Regions from separate parts of the Cydia pomonella genome. Here regions 2 and 3 are each linked to region 1. The links are chromatin contacts, called in public Hi-C maps. All regions are on one chromosome and are shown on one strand. Each heading gives the region's core, a stretch centred on a gene start, on an enhancer-like site or on the middle of the called end of the contact. The rest is flanking DNA. Distances are from core to core; before and after follow the strand shown. Region 1 holds the start of LOC133529511 (transcription factor BTF3 homolog 4). Region 2 holds the start of LOC133529567 (beta-1,4-galactosyltransferase 7). Region 3 holds the start of LOC133529909 (methionine--tRNA ligase, mitochondrial).

The links. A called contact is a pair of places that touch in the nucleus more often than the background predicts.
Region 2: a contact with region 1 is called in a Hi-C map of whole body, with 5 times the contacts expected there. The contact joins the promoter of LOC133529567 here to the promoter of LOC133529511 in region 1. A contact is called at or near these places in 2 of 2 Hi-C or Micro-C datasets (both in whole body).
Region 3: a contact with region 1 is called in a Hi-C map of whole body, with 6 times the contacts expected there. The contact joins the promoter of LOC133529909 here to the promoter of LOC133529511 in region 1. A contact is called at or near these places in 2 of 2 Hi-C or Micro-C datasets (both in whole body).

What each region holds. Positions count from the first base shown.
Region 1 is chr21:15,285,289-15,289,287 of ilCydPomo1, forward strand. It overlaps LOC133529511 (transcription factor BTF3 homolog 4), which reads right to left and starts at 1,704. Exons shown (of 1, transcript XM_061867236.1): 1 at 229-1,704. The coding sequence starts at 1,531. The coding sequence ends at 1,010.
Region 2 is chr21:15,661,330-15,665,053 of ilCydPomo1, forward strand. LOC133529567 (beta-1,4-galactosyltransferase 7) reads left to right here and starts at 2,316. Exons shown (of 3, transcript XM_061867314.1): 1 at 2,316-2,642; 2 at 2,714-3,263. The coding sequence starts at 2,546.
Region 3 is chr21:15,684,053-15,687,864 of ilCydPomo1, forward strand. It overlaps LOC133529909 (methionine--tRNA ligase, mitochondrial), which reads left to right and starts at 2,076. Exons shown (of 14, transcript XM_061867711.1): 1 at 2,076-2,342; 2 at 2,956-3,054. The coding sequence starts at 2,255. It overlaps LOC133529566 (nicotinamide/nicotinic acid mononucleotide adenylyltransferase 1), which reads right to left and starts at 1,604. Exons shown (of 8, transcript XM_061867313.1): 1 at 1,401-1,604; 2 at 1,117-1,228. The coding sequence starts at 1,476.

The DNA.
Region 1 (3,999 bases), core at 454-2,953:
AATACTATTTTTGCAACATGTGTTAAGTGACAACTTAAACTATTAGCCAAGGTTAAGTTATCAAATAACCTTAAATTTTATTGCAGTATTTATATGCAAAAAACATTTGCCTTTGTTTACATTGCAATAAATGAGCTAGAATAGTTTTAAAATTACTTTTGATTTGAATTCAATGTTTCTGAAGGTTGTAATAGGCATGGTTTAAGGAAATTCAAATAAAAGTCCAAATTACAGTGATCAAAGTTTTAATGTCATGCTTACACACTCATAAAACTCTAACCTTTTAAATTTTACAATTTTTATGGTTTTATTATACAATGTCAGCTCTGAAACCTAACGAGCTTTCGGTGACTAAGATTCTTTTGTTTTAACCTATTTCTCTTCTATTAAAAAATGAGAAAGCAAATTCCTTCAACCGGACATGAATCAACAACTTTAGAAAATACCATTTAAAAATATGATAAGGTGTGTCACTCACCTTACTTTACTAATATATAATAATATATTCCTATATGCCAGTGCAGTGTAAAAAATAAATGTATATATGCCATACATAGACTTTTTATCATATTGCCAATATCTCAACAATAGGTTTATTACAACACTTAACTAGGACCTATGATTGACAGAATATCCCATTATGCGGTAATTTAAAGTAGAAATATTAGTAGCGTTGAAGGAGAGACAAGCTTTTTCGTTTCATACAGGATGGCTCTATACAGGATTTCCAAAGTCACGGAGTCAAATGTTTAAAAACAAAACTGTGTCCCCTTTTTTCTAAGTACAGGCAAAGGCACACTAGTGTCCCTTTTAGCACTTCACACATAAAAACTTCAAATAAATGCAAAACCACTAATTGAAAGTACATTTATTTAGGAACACAAATACTAAATAATAAAATAAATGTTTGAGACACTTGGTTAGGCTTTGGAAACCCTAGTGTTTGTTATAAAGACACTTGAATGAGCAAAATTAAAAACCTAGATCACTCCTGTCATAATGGGGATAGTTAGTCGGTTTTCTTGTCGGCGGCTTTGGTTTCTGTCTCAGGTTTCTTGTCCTCCTTCTTGTCGTCGGCGACGACCTCCTTGGCTTCCTGTTTCGACGCCTCATCAAAGTTACCAACGAGGTTTGGTACCTCGTCATCTTCCTCGAGCGGCTTTGGCGCGGCCACGCTGGACGCCAGTCTCTTCAGCTGGTTGAGGCCTTCAGGTCCGAGCTGACTCAGGATACCAGGGAGCATCTCCGCAATCTGCTTGTTCTCTCCATGACCGGTGATAGCGAAAGTATTTGCCGCGAGCGAGGCCTGCGCTTTAGGGTTGTTGAAATGTATCACAGTGCCGTCATCTTTGATCATATTAACTTCCTCGATGCCAGGGATTGTGTTTACTGACAGTTTTTTGAGGGAAGACTGGAGTTTCTTGTCGTCTGTTGCGGCTGTGGCGTGCACAACCTTCTTCTTGCGCCTCGGTGTGCCCTTACCGCCGATACGCACTTGCGATTGCAATTTCTTCAGCTTTTCGGTGTTCATTTTGATTTACTACACACGTCACCTGACTACTTAAACACGGCGCACTTTTTCAGACGGTTTATTTGTTATTTCTAGCTCGGAACACGCCAGTTTTCCATGTAACTTGATAGTACGCACGTGTTTTGAACACCGGTTAGCTACAAAGGGAAAATGGTGGATTTCCGATCTATCTCGGTCACCGACGAGAAGTTGGCAGCACTGTCTACAATGATTTTACTTTTCACGTCAGAACTTTGAGGAAAAATTACTAATATAACATAAAATTATTTTATAATTATTATATTGATAATAAATTGAGAAATCATGTTTATGTATTTAATTATAAAAACTATTTCGTTTAATGTTTATTTAACATCTTGTTCATAATTATAACTTACTCTAAGGGTATCTTTTTATTACCAAACTTTACGATGTATTATTTGCTATTAAAGTGCATGTTTGTTGTGTTGAAATAATTAATAAATTTTCATTATGAATCTCTTATAATAAAATTTTACCGTAAAATGGAACGCTACGACATCTAACGACATTCTTTTGCAACAGTTGGCTTTCAATAGCCGTTGTAGTTCATCGTAGTTAGTGAACAGAGACATAGATGGCGTAGCAAACGTCATAAATAATGTTTATGTCACCCACTAGATGACGGTAGCAACCCCTTTGTGTTATATTTATAACAATGTGTTACAACTGGTTACAACAACGCTGTACAATGAAAATTAAATATGCCATTCAGTTAACAGTTTCCTTGAATGTACTTAGCCGAAGCTTGGTGGAGCGGAAAATTTAACAAAGGTACTCGTTTAAAAAAAAAAATGAAATTTGCGCCTTTTGAACTTTAATAACAAAATATAGTTATTTGTTTTACAAGGGGGCAAAGTTGTTGTTTAACCGCTCGTGCTAATATTGATACCCGAGCAAGCGAAAGATTCCAAAATTGACACCCCAAGCGTAGCGAGTGGTTCGAGAACTGGAATCTTGAGCGTTGCGAGGGTTTCAAGGCACGAGGGTTAAACAAACTTTGCCTCCGAGTGAAACACAACATTTTTCACCACATCAACGCGAGGAAAATACTAACTATGAAATACCAAAAAAAAAATCAAACCAAATCAAATCCAAATGAACTTAATTAAAAATGTATCATCCAAAAAAGTCAATTCTACCAGCTAACATAAGGAACCGACTCAAAATTTGCATCAACTTTCTCATTAGTTTTTCACAATGACGAGGGCCTTTACCAGTTGGTGTGGTGAAAAAATTGAAAAATATATTACTCTGCCGCACAAATTTGTACTTATTGCAATCCTTAATGTCGAAACAAAATATTTAAGTACATAAAAATGATAATCCTCGTGTTGCGAATTAAAAATGTAATATATTATTTGCTACTTAGCCAAGTCGACAAAACTAAACTAGAGCCTGGATGGAAACTTGTGCATTGACTTTACAAATAACTGTGTTAACTTATTCTACGAGTATACCCAATGTTCCTAATAAAACATTTTGTGCCCATAAATTAACAAAACCAAGTGAAACAAATGAAAACCTTGCTTCACATCAAACCGTTTTGATAAGATGAAGCCGTCAAGCGTTAAGTCCTATTTAGTTAAAAATCCGTGTAACTTGTAAAATTCTAAATCAACATAATCCCCATTAGCAAAAAATGGCGGCAAAATTTGACAGCTGCCATTTTACGCGGGTGGTCGTTCTAATATAATCCCACTTAATCGGCACAGATAAACTATACTGCGTGTAACAGGGGCGGTAAGTGCCAACGATTGTATAGTCATAAGATCTAAATTGGAATATCTTCACGTGTCATGGCTTTTAACATGTTGATTTATTGCTACAGAATGTAGAAGACATGACGTATTAGACTAATCTTTTTTGGCAAAAAATGATTGAGATTGGTAATTGGTTGCTTAGGAAAGATTAGTGTCGTGGCTTGTGACAAATCAGTTTCGTACGAAGGAATGTTTTACTATAGGTATAAGTACGGCTTCAATACGAAATATTAAGGTAATTTATTAAAGATCAGCCAAAAGCAAGTGGGCCATGCTCAGTGTAGGGTTTAAGTTACCATTCTGTCCGATAAGCTAAACGGGGGCTATTAGTGAATCAAAGTCAAATCTTTATTGTAGGTAAGGTGTAGAAGTACATGTGTTAGTAGTAGTGTAGTTATAAGAAATGTAATGTCTTAGGCTAGCCCTGTATTGTTACATTTTGTGGTTACTTGAATTGAAATTGAAATTGAAATGTGACGCCCTGCAAGGGCACAGCAATATAAGAGGACTAAATCTAATTTCAACAATGAAAAAACAATAATCTAAACATTGCAATTAAATACATGAGTTCTAGCATAAGTATTAGCATCAATTGAATTATTAGTATTCTCTTCAAAATTGACGACCGGTTTGGCCTAGTGGGTAGTGACCCTGCCTACGAAGTTGATGGTCCCGGGTTCAAATCCT
Region 2 (3,724 bases), core at 1,066-3,565, 380 kb after region 1:
CTAGTACTTCTTCCGGCCCGTTGTTGAGGAAGGCGTCTCAGGGCCTACCGCGAACGCCGAAGTTCGAAAAGCAGGCAACTTTCTCTGTCACTCTAAATTACGCCTTGCTTGGAGTAAAAAAGAAAGATGCCCGCAATTTCTGAACTTCGCTGTTCGCGGTACGCTCTCTAGATTATCCCACCATCTCTGTAAATACTATAAAAAATATTGATACGGGTTTTAATAATGAAGGGAGGCCTATTTGACCAATGTTGTTTTTAGAAGGAAAATGTACTTATATTAAACTGTCTCTGTATCATGTTTTGCTAACCCCTCCTTGCTCCAGTTCCTTGCTTCAGTTAGGGTTGCCTTACGTCCCGTGTATACGGGACTGTCACCGTATGTATGTATGTATCGCGTCCCGTATTTTTCCCGTCCCCTTTATGTCCCGTATATCAATTCCGCTGTAGAATACGTTTTTAGTAAAACTCTTCGGTAGCTACTAGTAGACCCCTCCAGATTAGGTTCATAATATTAATTTTGCTGAGTCCAATTCTTGGGTGCCTGAAAGTGTTTTTAAAAATGTTTTTTTTTTATCCGAAACTTTTTAAGGGTTAGCATTGTACGTCTACCACTCGCTGGCCAGAAGGCCTACCGCGAACCACGTTCGACGTGTTGCCTCCCTGTCACGCTTACGTACGAATTTACAAGTGCGACAGAGAGGCAACACGTCGAACGTGGTTCGCGGTAGGCCCTCAGACACGCGACGTTGAACGGTGATTAACAGTCTTTATATTATAGTTGTCTCTGGTATCAGGCTTGAATTGAGCCAATGGTCTAATTAATAACGAATAGGCTGATGAATCGATATACTGCAGTCTAAGCCGACCTTTCGACAAACGCTATGAAGTGCAGGTTACCTCAGTAAAAAGTTAAGTGGTGTAAATTATACAATAGAGCATTTTTATCGGAAGGAAATCACGTGCCAATGAGAACGGTAGCATATTGTACCTATGGTACACACACGAAATGAATTCAAAAAATCAGGGTCTTAATTTCTATGGTCAATGATTGGTCACTGTATTCAGATATTGTCTAATGACCTTTCCAAACATCACCGATAATTGCATGCAATTTGCAATAAGATGCATTGCAGCTAGCGGCATTTGGTCGATTAATTAAATCCGTTTCTACTACGTACTTAGCAATTGTATAAAATCGTATGCCATTTGTTGCTACGTCTGTAGACGCCTTAAATGTGCATAGATTTAAATTAATAAGGTAGGTATAGCTACATAATACCTCCGCAATTCAATTAAATAAGTGTAGGCACTTCGTTAATATTAGTGCCAAATAATTGGCTGACCACTGAGTCCACATAATCATCTGAGTCATTATGTGGCCATTTGTTGCAACGTCTGTAGACGCCTTAAAGGTTTAAATTAATGAGGTAGGATGAGGTAATTAATAAGTTATTATGGTGACTCAGTGGTTAGCCAATTATTTGGCACTAATATTAACGAAGTGCCTACACTTATTTACTACAACCTAGCTACAAAAAGGGAAGCGACCTTTGCCGACGAAGACGGCTGTTATGATTTATGATAAAGACGCCATCGGCACCATATAAGCTGAAAAACCGCCCACTTGACAAAGGGCATTTCCGATTGTGCAACTTTCTCATCCATCGATTTCCTGGATGTGGTTAGATTAGAGGATTGGGTTAGAGGCCGGTTGGTTGTGTTGTGTTACCTCTTCTTCCAGTTTTTATACTAGATATAGTGGCAACCACGAACACTACTGTCACAGCTACTGTTACTACTTCCATTGTTCTGGGACACATAAATGAATCTGGACTTTTACCGATTTTTTTTGCAATATATTGTTACTTTTGTGATATAATTTATGATATGTGCTGCCATCTATTACTGATATTTTAGTACTAACCATCGTGCTCGATGAGATTGAATTTATAAAGTTTTCATACGAAAATTTATTATGGTCTCGCATTTTTATTAATACGATAGTTATTAAAACATATTTCCAGATTATAAAAATGAATTAACAATATTTTTGTGTTTTATTTGCGTGTATATTTAAAACAGTCTTTGTAAACACTGAACCTAATGTCAAACTATTGAAACGTTTTATTTAACCTTTTGGATGTTTGGACTTCATCTATTTTTAAAAATATATAATACGAAATATCTTATTTACGATGATCTTAATTGAAATAACAGTAAATACTAATTATTTATAAAATATCTGTCCTGATCTGCCCGATCTGCCACGTAGTGATTATATGCTCTTTGGATCTGCCCTTAAAAATGGCATGTCCGACTTGTACGAGCAAAGTCCGAGAGCAAAATATGTCAGCTGTCAATTTCACTACACGCATCGACGCTTGTTTGAGTTTGACAATCGAAAAACACCAATGATTGTATGAGTTGTTGAAGATTTCTCATAATATTTAATTATTTTTAAATAATATAGTCATTCGTTTTCCATAATTATGCTTCGTAGCTCCTAATTCTATCTACTAGTCAATATCCAAATTTATTGTTTAATGGGTTCTCGTATGTGCGGCTCCAAATGTCTCTTTATATGTTTGGGACTAACTTGTATCGTAGGTTGTTATTTGGCCTTACTTCCTATAGAAAACGGTAAGTAATCACTTCAGAAATATTTCTACATCATTGCTAGCACATTAAACACTCACAATTTTTGTCCTCAGAGAAGCTGCCATCACCTAAACCAGTTCAAACACATATCTCAAGTTTGTCTCAAAAGGAGCGATTAGCAGTAATAGTACCATTTAGAGATCGATTTGAAGAGCTTCTAGAGTTCGTCCCGCATATGCACGACTTTTTAAACAGGCAAGGGATCCCATTCCACATATTTGTGATCCAGCAGAAGGATAACAACCGTTTCAACCGAGCTTCTTTAATTAATGTGGGTTTTTTACATACGAAGAAAGACTTTGACTATATAGCGATGCATGACGTGGATTTATTACCTATGAATGATGATTTGAAGTATACATATCCAGCTGCAAATCCTGTTCACATATCGTCACCGCAGACGCATCCTAACTATCACTATGCAACATTTATCGGAGGGATCTTGCTGATCACACGGGAGCACTTTGAGCTGGTGCACGGCATGTCCAACAACTATTGGGGCTGGGGGCTGGAGGACGACGAGTTCTACCTGCGGCTGAAGGATGCCGGGCTGCAGGTGGAGCGGCCTGCGGGGATTACCACTGGGACGGCAGACACTTTTAAGTATGTATTCAAATAAACTATATTAGTCATAGTCATATTTATTCATAAACAATTTACATTGTGTTTGAAATTAATTTACATATAAATTTTCTTATCTAATATACACAAACAATTCCTATAAAATAAATTTTCGTAAGACACAAAAAAAAAAATCTCATAAAATACTTATAAAACATAACATAACGTAAAATTAAATTTAAGACATAATAATAAATAAACAGAAAATTATAATGTCATGAAGAATAAATACTGAGACTAAATTTCATTAAGAGGAAAATTTAAATTTAAAACATAATCAACCCAATAATAATAATATTTCATTTATAAACACATATAAGTACTCGTAATTGTTACATTAATTCTACTTTTTACTAAAATATTCCTCCACAGAGTAGTATTACATTTCACCCAGTTGTAGCTTACTAATACTACTCTTTACAATTGAGATCTTTCTGTGAATG
Region 3 (3,812 bases), core at 826-3,325, 400 kb after region 1:
GGCGAGATTCGAACCCGTAACACTCGTTTCTAGCCGTCCACGTCTTAACCCGCTGGACCAGACGGACAGTGACCGGCATTACGAAATTAGCGATCATATTCTGCGTCGAAAGAAAAACGCATGAAAACTCGAAAACACGCGTTTTCCCAAACATAAGACTAATCTAGATCGATTGTATACCCCCAAAAACCCCCATATAACAAATTTCAGCGAAATCGTTAGAGCCGTTTCCGAGATCACAGAAATATATATACATATATATATACAAGAATTGCTCGTTTAAAGGTATAAGATATAATATTATAATACAAGCATCCAATGATTGAGTGGCAGTATGTGTATGCACACCTGTATGCTAATCTGACAAGCATATATGGCATGGCATATATATTATGTAAACAGCTGCCTCACAATATTATGAACACAAATGAATATTTGCCTTCATATTATTCACATGGATAACAGGTCTATAACAATGTGCAAACAGTGCATTTACTGCAACTTATTTTTCTGATAATATCTTCATTGAAAGACTATTATACATACACGGTACCTTCTGAGGTCCATAAGCAATTGTTTTGTTTTTTAATTTCAAACCTATTATTCAATAAAAACTGAAAATAAAATGTTCAATATAGGTATACAAAATGTACACACATCATCACAAGGTTAAATAAAACAATTCTCACAAAGATGGTAATCATGTGTGAATAGAAAAATTAGTAAGTTATATGCCTGATGCTTGACTTGTGCATAAGAACTGCAGTTTCTGCAAACCACAAACCAGATCAATATTCTAAACTATAAACTATAAAACTTGGCAATTTGCCAAACCATAAATTTGGTTATGGTGGATGGTGGATAACATAGCTATTGGGTTACAACATTAGACTTGTTCTAACTATACTATTGTATATATAGCCACTAATTTATGAAGATAATGATGTTCAGGCAAGAATGAAGCATTTATCTGACTCAGGAACCTGTTCTTCTACTGAAGACAATAAAGGATTGAATTATTAAGGACACACAGCCATGAATGATAAGCTCTTTGTTGGCAAGAACATATCTTCCTTCAGAAAGTTACTCCATCTTGAACTAGAATAAAGGACTTACCTATGGTGTGCGGGCACCAAGTCCTTCTTGCCATATTTATCATGCACAGGAGACACTATGCCGCCGACCACCGTGCCCAAACCCAGCGTGTGAATATAATCTCTGGCGATTTCTGAAACATCAGCTAATACCATTGAAACTACTTACTTAACCGACGTTAATACATCATAGAAACCAGCACGGCCACTAACATATAATTAACATGATATGACCGTCACACTTAAACACCTCGGTCGCGTTTTCTTGTAAGAAATAGGAAAATTGTCTACGCAATAACAACTCACCGAACATTCGTAAATGCATGTAAGTTGGTGGGCTGAAGCTGCCACAAGCCATTAAAACTATCTTCCCTTGGGACATTGTGATAAAAATTATAGTCACAATTCAATAATACTGTAATAATCTTGATTGTATCATCACTACGAAATAACAACAAAAATGATCAATCGATTGATTTTTGTGGCAATACGATCAAATACGGAAGTAATTCGTACAGTTTGCGCATGTGAGCCTAAGCACCGGATATTTGGTCATCCTAATTTGGTAGGGAGCTCACAACTGTCAAACTTTTTCTTAAAAAAATGATAGTGACCATATGGTGGTGGAAATTATTGACTATCAGCCAAATCAAAATGTAGTTAAATATTATTTAAACAATTTAGCACTGAAAACAGGCAATTTCTGCAAAAATAAACCATAAATAGTAATTAGAGATCGTAGCGTATCGTAAATACACCTGATATTATTTTTTTTCGAAAATTTTGTAATACAAGTATCATCTTTTCATAACATTTGACATTTGACCCAGAGTTGTCAAACAGTACGTAAATCGGAACACAGAACGTATAACCTAGCTAAATTAACGACCTCACCTTTTCAACAAAAATGCTTTAGTTAAAGCTATTTCCTAAATTATTTTCATAATACTTTTAACCTGTCTCGTGGAAATGTTTTCCTCTTGAAAGACAATTTTCATCGTAATTATCAAACAGATGTATCTTGTTTTATCACATGCGATGGTATAACAGTTTACTTTGCCGGCAGACAGAGATAAGCGGCAAGTGCATTCATTTCGAGTGACCTTTCTCTCATAAAATTGTTCCATCGAGGTTACCTCTTGAGGTTTTCCAAAATAAACATGAGATTAACGTTACGATTATTATTTTCTTCTGTTGTTCAGAAAAGACCATTTTTCGTTTCTACCCCGATCTTTTATGTGAATGCCGGTAAGTTGTTTCATTTAAGTTCTTTTGCTGACTTTTTCTGGCTGTTGTTATGTGAATTATTTTAAGCTGTAGCTCCAACTCCAATCGTATTTCGAGTCGAGTCCGCAGTCGTTTTAGCGCCGCGATCGGCGCTAGGTATTAATAAGTCAGTCATGATACAAACATCATTATTTTATCTATAGCCTTAGGGAAACTATTTCCATAAGTTATTTAACTTGAATTGATTCAGCAATATAATTGTAACAAAGTCGCTTTTAAATAGTCATAATCCATTTTGAAAGTTGTTAAATTAAAAACGGAACGGTAACACTGTTTAAAATTAAAAATAATTGAAACAACTTCACAAGCTGAAAAGTTTTTATAAAATGACCATTTGCTATGCTATATGGATGGAGTGGGGAGCTGGGGAGAATTTGTGGTGTGACTGAGCTGTTACAGAAAATCAAGTTCATTTATCTCAGATTGTTTATTTATGTTGGGCTTCAAATAACAGTTCAAAGCTTAATATAAAATACTTTTTTCATACTAAACAGTGGTTGACCATAGTCTTGCTTGATAAAAAGTGACAACAGGGCCTAGTTACTTGTTCTAGTTGTAATATTAATTGTTGCAGCCCCGCACCTAGGCCACCTGTACTCAGCGGTGGTGGCAGACGCCATACAGAGGTTCGAGAAGCTGACTGACCCCCACTGCAATGTCTTATTTAGCACAGGTAATATAAAGTACAATTTTGTTAAAAAGGATGCATTATGAAATAAAATAAAAAAATTAAATTTGTTTATTTCAAGTACATAATGACTCATACATATTAATTTGGAACACTATACTATAAATACACATGCATTAATACAATAAAAAATAATGCAATCTATAGCTGTTGGTTCTCCGAACAATGAATAATAAATAATAATAATAAATAATAAAATAAACGTTTTTCAATGCATCAGGATTTTAATGATTAGGAACTCTGCCAAAATGTCAGTTGAGAAGACCAAGACTTGTGTGCTAGACGGCAAATAATCATCCATTTTAGTCCTAGTCACAAAAAAAGACCAGAAGAATTGAAAACGGGTTTTTTTTCAATACAGACTAAATTTTATGACTCTACTTTTTTAAACAAAATATTGTAATGAGACCCTTAGAGAAGATGTTCAGCACAAGCAACATGTCAAAAGTGGGTCATTATACTTTTAGATTTAGATTCTCAATAAGGAAAAATTTTAAATGCCACCGTATATGATCCGTTTATTATGTAATACCTAATACAAGACTGTGGTATGTTGTGAATGAGTACAACACATCATTATGTTCAGTTTATGAGTGTTTTATGGCTACTTGTATAGATGGTCAATTCTCAAATGAACCATCACATTACATATGGGGTACCTGTTATCTTTATGCAGGTTGTAAAATTATGAGGTGACTCAATGTTGCCTGTCTGTTACACAATTTTTTTACTTTACGGCTTCA